Regions from separate parts of the Drosophila melanogaster genome. Here region 2 is linked to region 1. Evidence: chromatin contacts called from public targeted proximity ligation data. All regions are on one chromosome and are shown on one strand. The core of a region is the stretch at or near the end of the contact, and the rest is flanking DNA. Distances in the headings are between cores, read along the strand shown.

Evidence for each region.
Region 2: a targeted proximity ligation map of the Kc167 cell line shows a contact between it and region 1, with 4 times the contacts expected there. A contact is called at or near these places in 3 of 107 Hi-C or Micro-C datasets (the Clone 8 cell line, the Kc167 cell line and the S2 cell line) and 1 of 7 datasets of targeted methods (the Kc167 cell line).

The regions. Positions count from the first base shown.
Region 1 is chr2L:1,176,055-1,180,429 of dm6, reverse strand. It overlaps CG4896, which reads right to left and starts at 2,740. Exons shown (of 13, transcript NM_164409.4): 1 at 2,562-2,740; 2 at 2,386-2,482; 3 at 1,963-2,322; 4 at 1,361-1,583; 5 at 1,234-1,303; 6 at 905-978; 7 at 493-570; 8 at 307-433; 9 at 1-217. The coding sequence starts at 2,480. It overlaps CG4887, which reads right to left. Exons shown (of 12, transcript NM_001272930.1): 10 at 3,549-4,329; 11 at 3,239-3,488; 12 at 2,841-3,174. The coding sequence ends at 3,058.
Region 2 is chr2L:1,499,045-1,503,347 of dm6, reverse strand. CG18131 reads left to right here and starts at 2,740. Exons shown (of 4, transcript NM_164422.3): 1 at 2,740-2,939; 2 at 3,146-3,234; 3 at 3,303-3,790; 4 at 3,927-4,303. The coding sequence starts at 3,156. CG7420 reads left to right here and starts at 444. Exons shown (of 4, transcript NM_001272942.2): 1 at 444-737; 2 at 1,164-1,415; 3 at 1,476-2,249; 4 at 2,312-2,564. The coding sequence starts at 720. The coding sequence ends at 2,434. It also overlaps asRNA:CR44064.

The DNA.
Region 1 (4,375 bases), core at 1,491-3,990:
AGTGGCGGATCCAACGCCGTCAGCCCGTTGAACACGTTCATAGAATCAATGAGTGTGTCAAAATTGAGGTAGCAAATGCCCCGAGATGCATTGGTTAGGGCGTCGCGACTGACCAGCACCTTGCTGACTGTTTTGGCCAGTTCGGGCAGGCGCTGCTGAAGGGCAGTTAGCACGCCCTCCTCGTTTGTCAGCGCGTCCAAGCCGCGAAGCATGATCTCTGCATGGGGAAAGCGTGGCAGGTTAGTGGGGTATTTAGCTGATTAGCTAGGAAACGGCATTGAAAGATATTGCTCATGGTGGATATACTTTTTGTGAGGATTTGGCTGATCTCGTCGACGCCCTCGCCGGCTCCGTAAAGAGCATTCTCGCTCTCCGCCCGCGACGCATTGCACATGTAGCATTGGAAGCGGCGCTTAAAGTTGCTGGCACCACACTGAAGGATGGCGAAAAAAGCTAATTATTGTTGCCAATCTGTATCTTAACGGAGCATACCTTAATGCAAGTCCAGTCTGAGATGCGAGTGTGACTATACTGCATGGTGACACGATGATCGCCCAGTTGGAGGACTCCCTGAACGGAAAAATAGAAGAGGTAAAATTGGAATTAGTAACTGAAACTGCTGATCAGGCAAATCGTTCACAGACTACACAGTCACCAAGATTGCATCTGTGTTTTTCGACATCACGCAGATGCTGGTTGCTTCCTTTACGTAAGATTCGATTCCGCCTTTGAGTTCAGTTCCCTGATCTAAGACAGAAAAATGGAAGGGACAGGCAGCCCACCAGCAGAATTGAACTCAAGGCACACATTTTTCAACAGTTGATGCCAAGCTATCGGATCTTGCCGTCATTTCTATTTTGGCGGATACGAGAAGATTCAAGATTCTTGTGGTTTTTAGGGATACCTGGGTTAACTCCATCCAACGAGTCGCCTCCTCAACGGTTTTAAACTCGACAAATGCAAAACAGCGTGAGGCACCTAAATTTTAGATAGAAGTAGATACGAAAATGTTTGGTCAAAAAATGTTGGTTGTATCATTAGCATTGTGTCATTTTTGGGGATTGTGTTTTTGTTTCGGTTTGTAGTTTTCTATATGTTTTTGCTGATGTCGAAGCCAAGTATAATTGAAATTGCTATAAGTCCTACATCGAACATGTTGCTGGGCACGCAATACTCACGCTTTCTCTACAATTTCACTTTAAATCGAATGTAACACACGGAAATGTAACCCACCTGTTTGTTGCTTCCTCATCACGCGAATGGATGTGGGCTCCAGGTCGACCTTGATCAGCTCGCCCATGATCTGTGGAGGATTACTTGGTTAATTTTACATTCGTTCTGCTTATCGCTTAAACATTACGTCTGCTTCCGTGACGTGCTTCTTCAGACCGAAGAGGATTATGTTGTTCAAGGGCTCAACGCTGCTGCCACTGTTGTAGGCACCTCTCTGCCTGAATTCGCTGGCCATGTCGCTGTCCTCGTCCGAGGAACACCGTCTATCTCGATCGCGCTCCTTCTCGCGATCTCTGTAACTGCTGCTGGAGTTACTATTTCCATTATTATTGAACTGCCGCTGGTCATTGCTGCGGCTGAAAGGAAAGCGATTCTTTAAGGTCATACAATGAGCACTTTGTCGAATAAATTTTCGTTCGGTTCGTTTGAAACCATCGTTTGCATACTATCCACTGTAATTAAAGGCATCCAGCATGAATATTTCATAAGATGATTTGTATGCATTTATGCGAACAAAGGGAAGTGTACATTACTGAATGGGTTGATTTCTAATTATTTTGACTTTTATTACAAGTGATTAGCAAATGAAAGGTCTTTTAAACTAGTGAAAGAGGAGTCCTCCTTCTTATGGAAGCCTTGTGAATGGAAACATAGAACTTAGCTTAATCTTAATCTCAGTGATAACACTGAGCACGATATGGGTAATATGCAATATGTATCATTTCTTACCTGCTGCGCTCCGATCCCCGATCGAAGTCATCATGGTTGCGCTCTCTCGAAACGCGATCGTAGTTTTTCCAGCGGTGATCGCGGTCCTTATCCATATCCTGGCCACTCTTGTCGTAGTTGCTATCGTGATCCCTGCGACCCTGGCTATCAGCATGCCGACGATCGTATTTGTCCTCGCCGTGGCGCTGGTCAAGGTTCTGTCTCGAGTTGTAGTTTCCCTGATCCTCGTAATCCTCGTTGATCAGGTCGCGGTACAGATCGCGATCCGGACTGCGGTCGTTTCTATAGTGTGAGGACCGCTCCCGACTGCGCGAACGGGAGTTGCGACGTCTGTACTCATTGCGGTCCCGACTTCGTTCCCTGAAATAATCGCAATTGGTAGTAATCCACTAAGAGGCTCCAGGTGGACAAAGGACTACCTACCTGGATCGGGATCGGGAGCGACTGTAGCGTCTGTAGCCCGATTCGCTGCCGTTTCCGTTGCCGCCCGAGAAGCTGTGACCATATCGAGAATCCATATCTAATGCGAATCGATTGTAATTAAATGCAGTGTTTGTGATTTGGCCTTTTGCCATTAGATGAACCGTCTATGTGCGCACATCTTACTTGGTTACCACGACTGTAACAGGATTGGAAGCTGGTTAAACTTGTTCCCGAACTGGAAGTCTCTTTGCATTCAGGCAGAAACAATCAGTTATCCGGCCAAAAAAAAAAACCCGAATAGAAAAATTCTCGGTCTTCTTTTTTGCCGTTCACCCGAAGTATCTGACTGCCAGTTATCGATAACTGACCGATAGCTCCAGGGCTACCAAGTGCCAGCTAACAGTTGTTTCCCAACACCAAGCAAATTTAAACTTTACACCGTTACATTTTATTTTGTACATTCGAAAAAGGATTTAAATTCGCTTAATCAGAAACTATTAACTAAACGGTCACACTTGCTCGTGGACTTAAAAAAACGCCAATCTGTTAGGAAAACAATGCTCAAGAAGCTTCATATATAATATGGAAATAATTTTTGCTTCGGTTGAAAAGCTGAATTAAACGGCGACTTTAGTTGAAATGAAACATGTGAAACGGCTAAAAACCAATTTCTCAAGCATTCTCGTAGCGCTGCTTCATCATCTTCTTTATATAGGATTTGTAGTCGTTGCCCGGTATCATCTGTCCCGATTTGTTGCCCAAGCCCACGTAATTGGAGCGTCCGTCCGCCTGAGGGAACCCAAAATGCTTAATTTTCTTAATTCATTTTATAGCTTGCCGTCAGCTCAGTTACCTCTATGATCTGGGTGCGTCCCTGGTTCTTCCTGCCCAGTCCCTGTCCCTCCGACCAACCCATCTTTTGGAGCAGTCGACTGCCCACGTTGCTCGAACTGATGGGCATGGCTGGAGTAGCGCTAGTAGACTGCTTTTGCCGCGACTGCAGTGTCTTGATCTCCTGCTCGAATCGCTCCCTGCTCCTATTTGGTGGGGGAGGATCGCTCTCGCCGTACTTCAGCCTGCGCTCCTTGGCACGATCACGATAGCTGGGAAAGAATATGAATTCAATGATAATATACTCCACCACACATCGCGATTTCACTTACGCTAGTGCCTCTTCGATGCTACTGCTAGTGTTTTGATTGAGCTTGGCCAGGTTCTCCTTGTGCAGAGTGGACATCTTCAAGTGCTTCTGGAGTATTTCCAACGATTGGAAGGCACGCTTGCAGAGCAGGCATGTCAGTTTATGGAAGTCCACGTAATCGGACTCTTCAGCACCTCCTCCGCCGCTTACAACCGCTGAACTCTGTGTGTTTTGCGAACTCGCAGCATTGTCCTCTTCAGAGTCCGATGTTCCGCCATAGGCATTGACAAGCTTGTTCATTGGACCCACAGTCGGGTTTGGCGCATAGTCGTTTAACTTGCCCCTCTCCTTCTTCTCGAGAATGGAGAATCCCACATCAGCATATCCCCCTTGATTGCCACGCGAAGTGGTGGCTACCTCGTTCGCCAATATTGGTTGTGGCGTGGCCACAGCTGTGTAGTCCTTTTTCTGGTTTAGCTGCTTGGCCCACTTCTCCATGTCCTTGACGATCTTCTTCGCCACCTTAACCTTGTCGTGCTTGTTTCCACCCTCCTTCTCCTTCGCCTTTTTGGACTCCTCCTCCCCCTTTTGCTCGGCGTCGGCCAGGACTTCCTGCAGAGCTGCCTGAGTGGAGGCGGGCGTGGCCAGCACATAGGTGCTCCTGCGCTGATCCCAGTAAAGATACGCGCCCGTCTCGTTGTTATAGTAGTACTGCGAGTGGGCATTGTAGTAGAGACCCGTGGTACTGTCGTAATAGTAGCCGGATGTCTCATCATACTGGTACTGCGTCACATCGGGAGTGGCTGCAACATAATGAAACATAATAAAATGCTAGCATACTCAAGTGAG
Region 2 (4,303 bases), core at 1,491-3,990, 320 kb before region 1:
TCGACTGCATTTTTCTTAGGCCAACTCACATTGTGGCTAACTATTGTGGCTTACATGGCCCAGCACGACAATTAAAACTTAATTAAAATTGCATGCACTTTAACCTTCGCCCTGAACTTCCATTGCTTTTAATTAGAATATATTTATATGCGCTTGACACGATTTTCACGCCCATCCGGCGGGATTATATAATCGTTATGGCCATAACCAAATGAGACATTAAATGGAAGCAAAGTGTTATTAGTTGGGTCCTAGGAGGTCAGCCGTGCTATGATTTAAATATTAATTACATATTGCTGAGAGGCGCTGAGCACAAATATTAAGCAGTTATCCTAATTTAAATGTCATATTGGCGGGAAAGTAAAAAAAGTACACATGTGTCTGTTATCTAGCAGAGTCATGTAAGCCAAACAGCTGTGCGCCAAGATCTGGCAACGCTGCCTCATTTGCATTGTTTACATTTTAGCATGCGACGCTGAAACTAATAGAACGCGAAATATAAAAGTAAATCCAAAGCAGAACCAAGCCTCAGTTTTACATGTGCTGGCAAAGGCAGAGCAGCGCTTTCGGAGCCAACTGGAGGCCATCGAGGAGTCGAAACCATCGGATCAGCAGGCGCATTCCTGGCGTGACTGCGGTGCATTAAATCACCCGGAAAATCGCGGCGACGAACAGCAACCGGAAGTTCGGCGCGAAACGAGCAACTGGTGGTCACCAGAATGGAGGTTTACGCCTGGGTAGGAGCCGCAGTAGAACTCTCGATAAGGAGCCGACCACTGAAATACCCTTGCAGAGAACGAGTTGGTTCGAATTAATCGTATCTCTGTGCCACCTGTAGATCCAAAACCAATATCTTACCTAAAGGCCAACTACTACGTAGTACTTCCTATAACATATCATTCAAGTCCTCGTTAAACCTTCGAAATCATTGTTTTACCACTTTTCTTATACTATATAAAAAGCCTATCTGAGAAGCCTAATATCTTTATATCTCTTAGCCATTCTAACGATAATTGCTTATCAACTTGCGTCTGAAACTACATTACTCTCTGCAAGGGTATGACAAGAAAGAAACAGAGACATCGCCACGGTGCATTTGCATTGCAAATTAATGAGTGATTTCCTTGGCTTGGGTTCTCGCCCCTTTTTTCGCCATGTCTTAGGGTGCCAATTCTCACGGCCAGCTCGGCCTTGGCTTTGAGTCCGAATTGTGCATGACACCGCAACGGGTGGCCAAGTGCTCCTTCGCCCCCGCCCAGGTTCGCTTGATTCGTGGAGGTGGTGGCCATGTTCTCATCCTCGACACAAGCGGACGGATTCATGCCTGCGGATGGAACAATCGTGGTCAACTGGGACTGGATTCCACGGAGGAGTGCCACAGCGAGTTCAAGATGATCCCCACGGAATACTTCGGGGTGAGTAAGCCTATGATCGCTTCTCCTAGAAACCCATAATCTCTAACAATAAAATTACAGGATGTTCCTGTGGAAACCATTAGCTGTGGCTGGGACATTTCGGGAGCCATCACGTTGACCAAACGCCTGTTTGTCTGGGGCTCCAATGCCTTTCAGCAGCTGGGAATTTGTCAGCGCGGCTTTACTGCCGTGAGAAGACCAATGCCAGTAAAGCTTCCACGCGAAGAACCCGCCCAGAGGATCAGCTTCGGCCTGCGCCACTGTGCCGTCCTTACGCAAGACAACAAAATCTACGTTTTCGGACGATTGAGGATTATGGACCCTCCGCCCATCGAGCTGGATATCACGGCCACCTGCCTGCACCGCTGCAATACGGTGAAGATACAGGTCCACAATCCCAACGAACTGCGGATAGTTTCCATTTCGAGTGGTCAGAACCACATGGTGCTCAAGTGCGCGGATCTAAGCGAAACGGGTGGAGGCAGCACCAAAAGAATCCTTACCTTGGGTGACAACAAGTTTGGCCAGTCCAACGCCTTTCAGTTTGAGGAGGATGTGCGTCAGTTGGCCGTGGGTTGGACCCACAATGCAGCTGTGCTCAAAAACAACGAGATCCTCGTATGGGGTCGCAATTGCTACGGTCAGCTGGGAATGGGTTCGTTCAGCGAACAGCAGGCAATACCCACGCCACTTCGCCTGAAGCTTCCTGAGGATCAGGGTCCTGCCAGAATTCACATGGGCGCCGAGCACGGTCTACTGAGGACTACGGCAGGAGAGGTCTACACCTGGGGATGGAACGAGCATGGGAACTGCGGCAACAACAGCACCGAAAATGTGTAGGAACCGACCTTAGTCCACAAAAATAAGTACATATTTACATTAATTTACTTTTCCAGTTGCACCCCAACTCTTTTACAACTGCCACCAGTGAAATTGTGCGGCGCAGGAGCAGGATTTTGTTACGCGATCACAGAGCCCGTAATCTAACTTTAAGTCCATGTGATGTCCTTCTGGTTTAGCTTATGACCCATTGTAAAATGTTCGTGTACGGCTTTGTTAAAACTTTTAAATAAAAATACTACTGTTATTGATGAAATGAAAAAGCACGAGTTGGAACTACAAATAGTGAAATAAACCGAGTTATCCTTGATATATTATACTAATTCTGATGACACTTTTACGTCAAGCACTTATTTAAATTTACTAGAAGCTCTTTGTTGGGCGGCTACACACATATGAACGGTCACATTGCGGTCACACGTATGAACATGATTTGATATTTACATAGTTTCCTAAATATTCCGATTATGAGTTAGATATTTAAATGAACTCTCTTATTATGGTCATATCATATTTAACTGCCATATCTGAAGGCTTTTCTTTAATAACATTAAGACCAACCAATCAGTGTTGCAAAATAGTCCAGTGCTGCCCATCATCCTTATGCCAGAATCTTTTTTACCGGTCACATTTCTTTTCTTCTTGCTTCACTTCGCCAGTAGGTGACGTTCGTTGTGGTGCGGGGTAAGTTAATTAATTGTTTACTGCGTAATCCAAGCCAGTCTTCATAAACAAACTGGGTGCATATTGACTGGGCTTTTGCTCGATTACCAAGGCTTTTCTATTGTTTTTATTCAGTGAGCTGCGGTACACAGCAGGCGACGGTTGATCAACTTTATTGAAGTCAGGCATATTGTTCGTTCCTCCAAATTTATAGTTTATGTTTTTAGAAGCCGCACGATGTCCGAGAATGCCAGCAACAAGAGCCAGCTTATATCTAATGACCTAGACGAAGATGAGACTGCGGCCGCCACTCAAGGTAGAACTTTCGAGTGAACTTCAGGGTCTCATTGATGCTTATAATGCTACCAATTTACCCCTCCTCAGTCAACATATCCAGTCAGCTGGCCAAGAAAATATGGGGCGTAACATCCAACGACATTTCCCTGGGTCTCGTGGAGGCGTCTGAGGAAGCTGTGCCCAATTTTCCAAGTGGATGCGAATCAGGAACGGGGTGTGAAATGGGATCTGCCAGCAAGCCAGCGGCCAGCGAAAGTGTCAGCAAGCCAGCGGCCGTCGACAGTGCCAGCATTTACGTAACCGAGGTGGAGCGCGTTCTCTACGGAGATACCATCGGTTACCCGGAGAACGGCACTCATAACTACTTCAAGGCCGCCGAAAACTACTCCCTGTTCGGGGAGAGCTTCCTTGACTTTCCCAAGGACATGGCCAGCTGCCTTGCGGGCCTGAAACCGATGGTGAGTCAAGCTTGGAGTTCCCACCCGGGATACGAACGATCCGTCAAGTCGGTGCCTCTATATGAAAGAAGACAAGCTACTCCGGAACATGAAGGCGCTGCCTCCAACTTGCCGGGGGTAAGCTATGAGCAACCAGGCGCGAATCTATTAAACGGTTATCGGGTTTTTTTTGAAAATAGTTTAGAATTGCGTATCTATCTCACATACTATAAATATCCTATGCTAACTGCCATACATTTATTTTGTGTTTCAGAGCGGCTTTCAGCAACAACAAAGACAGATCCCTCAGCATCAGCAGCAACATCAGCAGCAGCAACATCATCAGCAGCAACATCATCAGCAGCAACATCATCAGCATCAACAGCAGAAACATCAACAGCAACAGCAGCAACATCAACAGCAGCAGCCACATCGTCAACTTGGCACCGAAAGCCACAATCGCAACTCGGTTAAAAATTTCAATGAGATACCATTTCCCCAGTTTTACCATCAGATGCGACACCAAGCGCCGCCACAGCCGCAGTTGAATGCGCCACGCAGCCACCATCATATCCACATGCCACAAAAGCAGCAGCAGGTGGCACCACAGCCACCACCGCAACAGCAGCAGCAGCAGCAGCAGCAACAGCA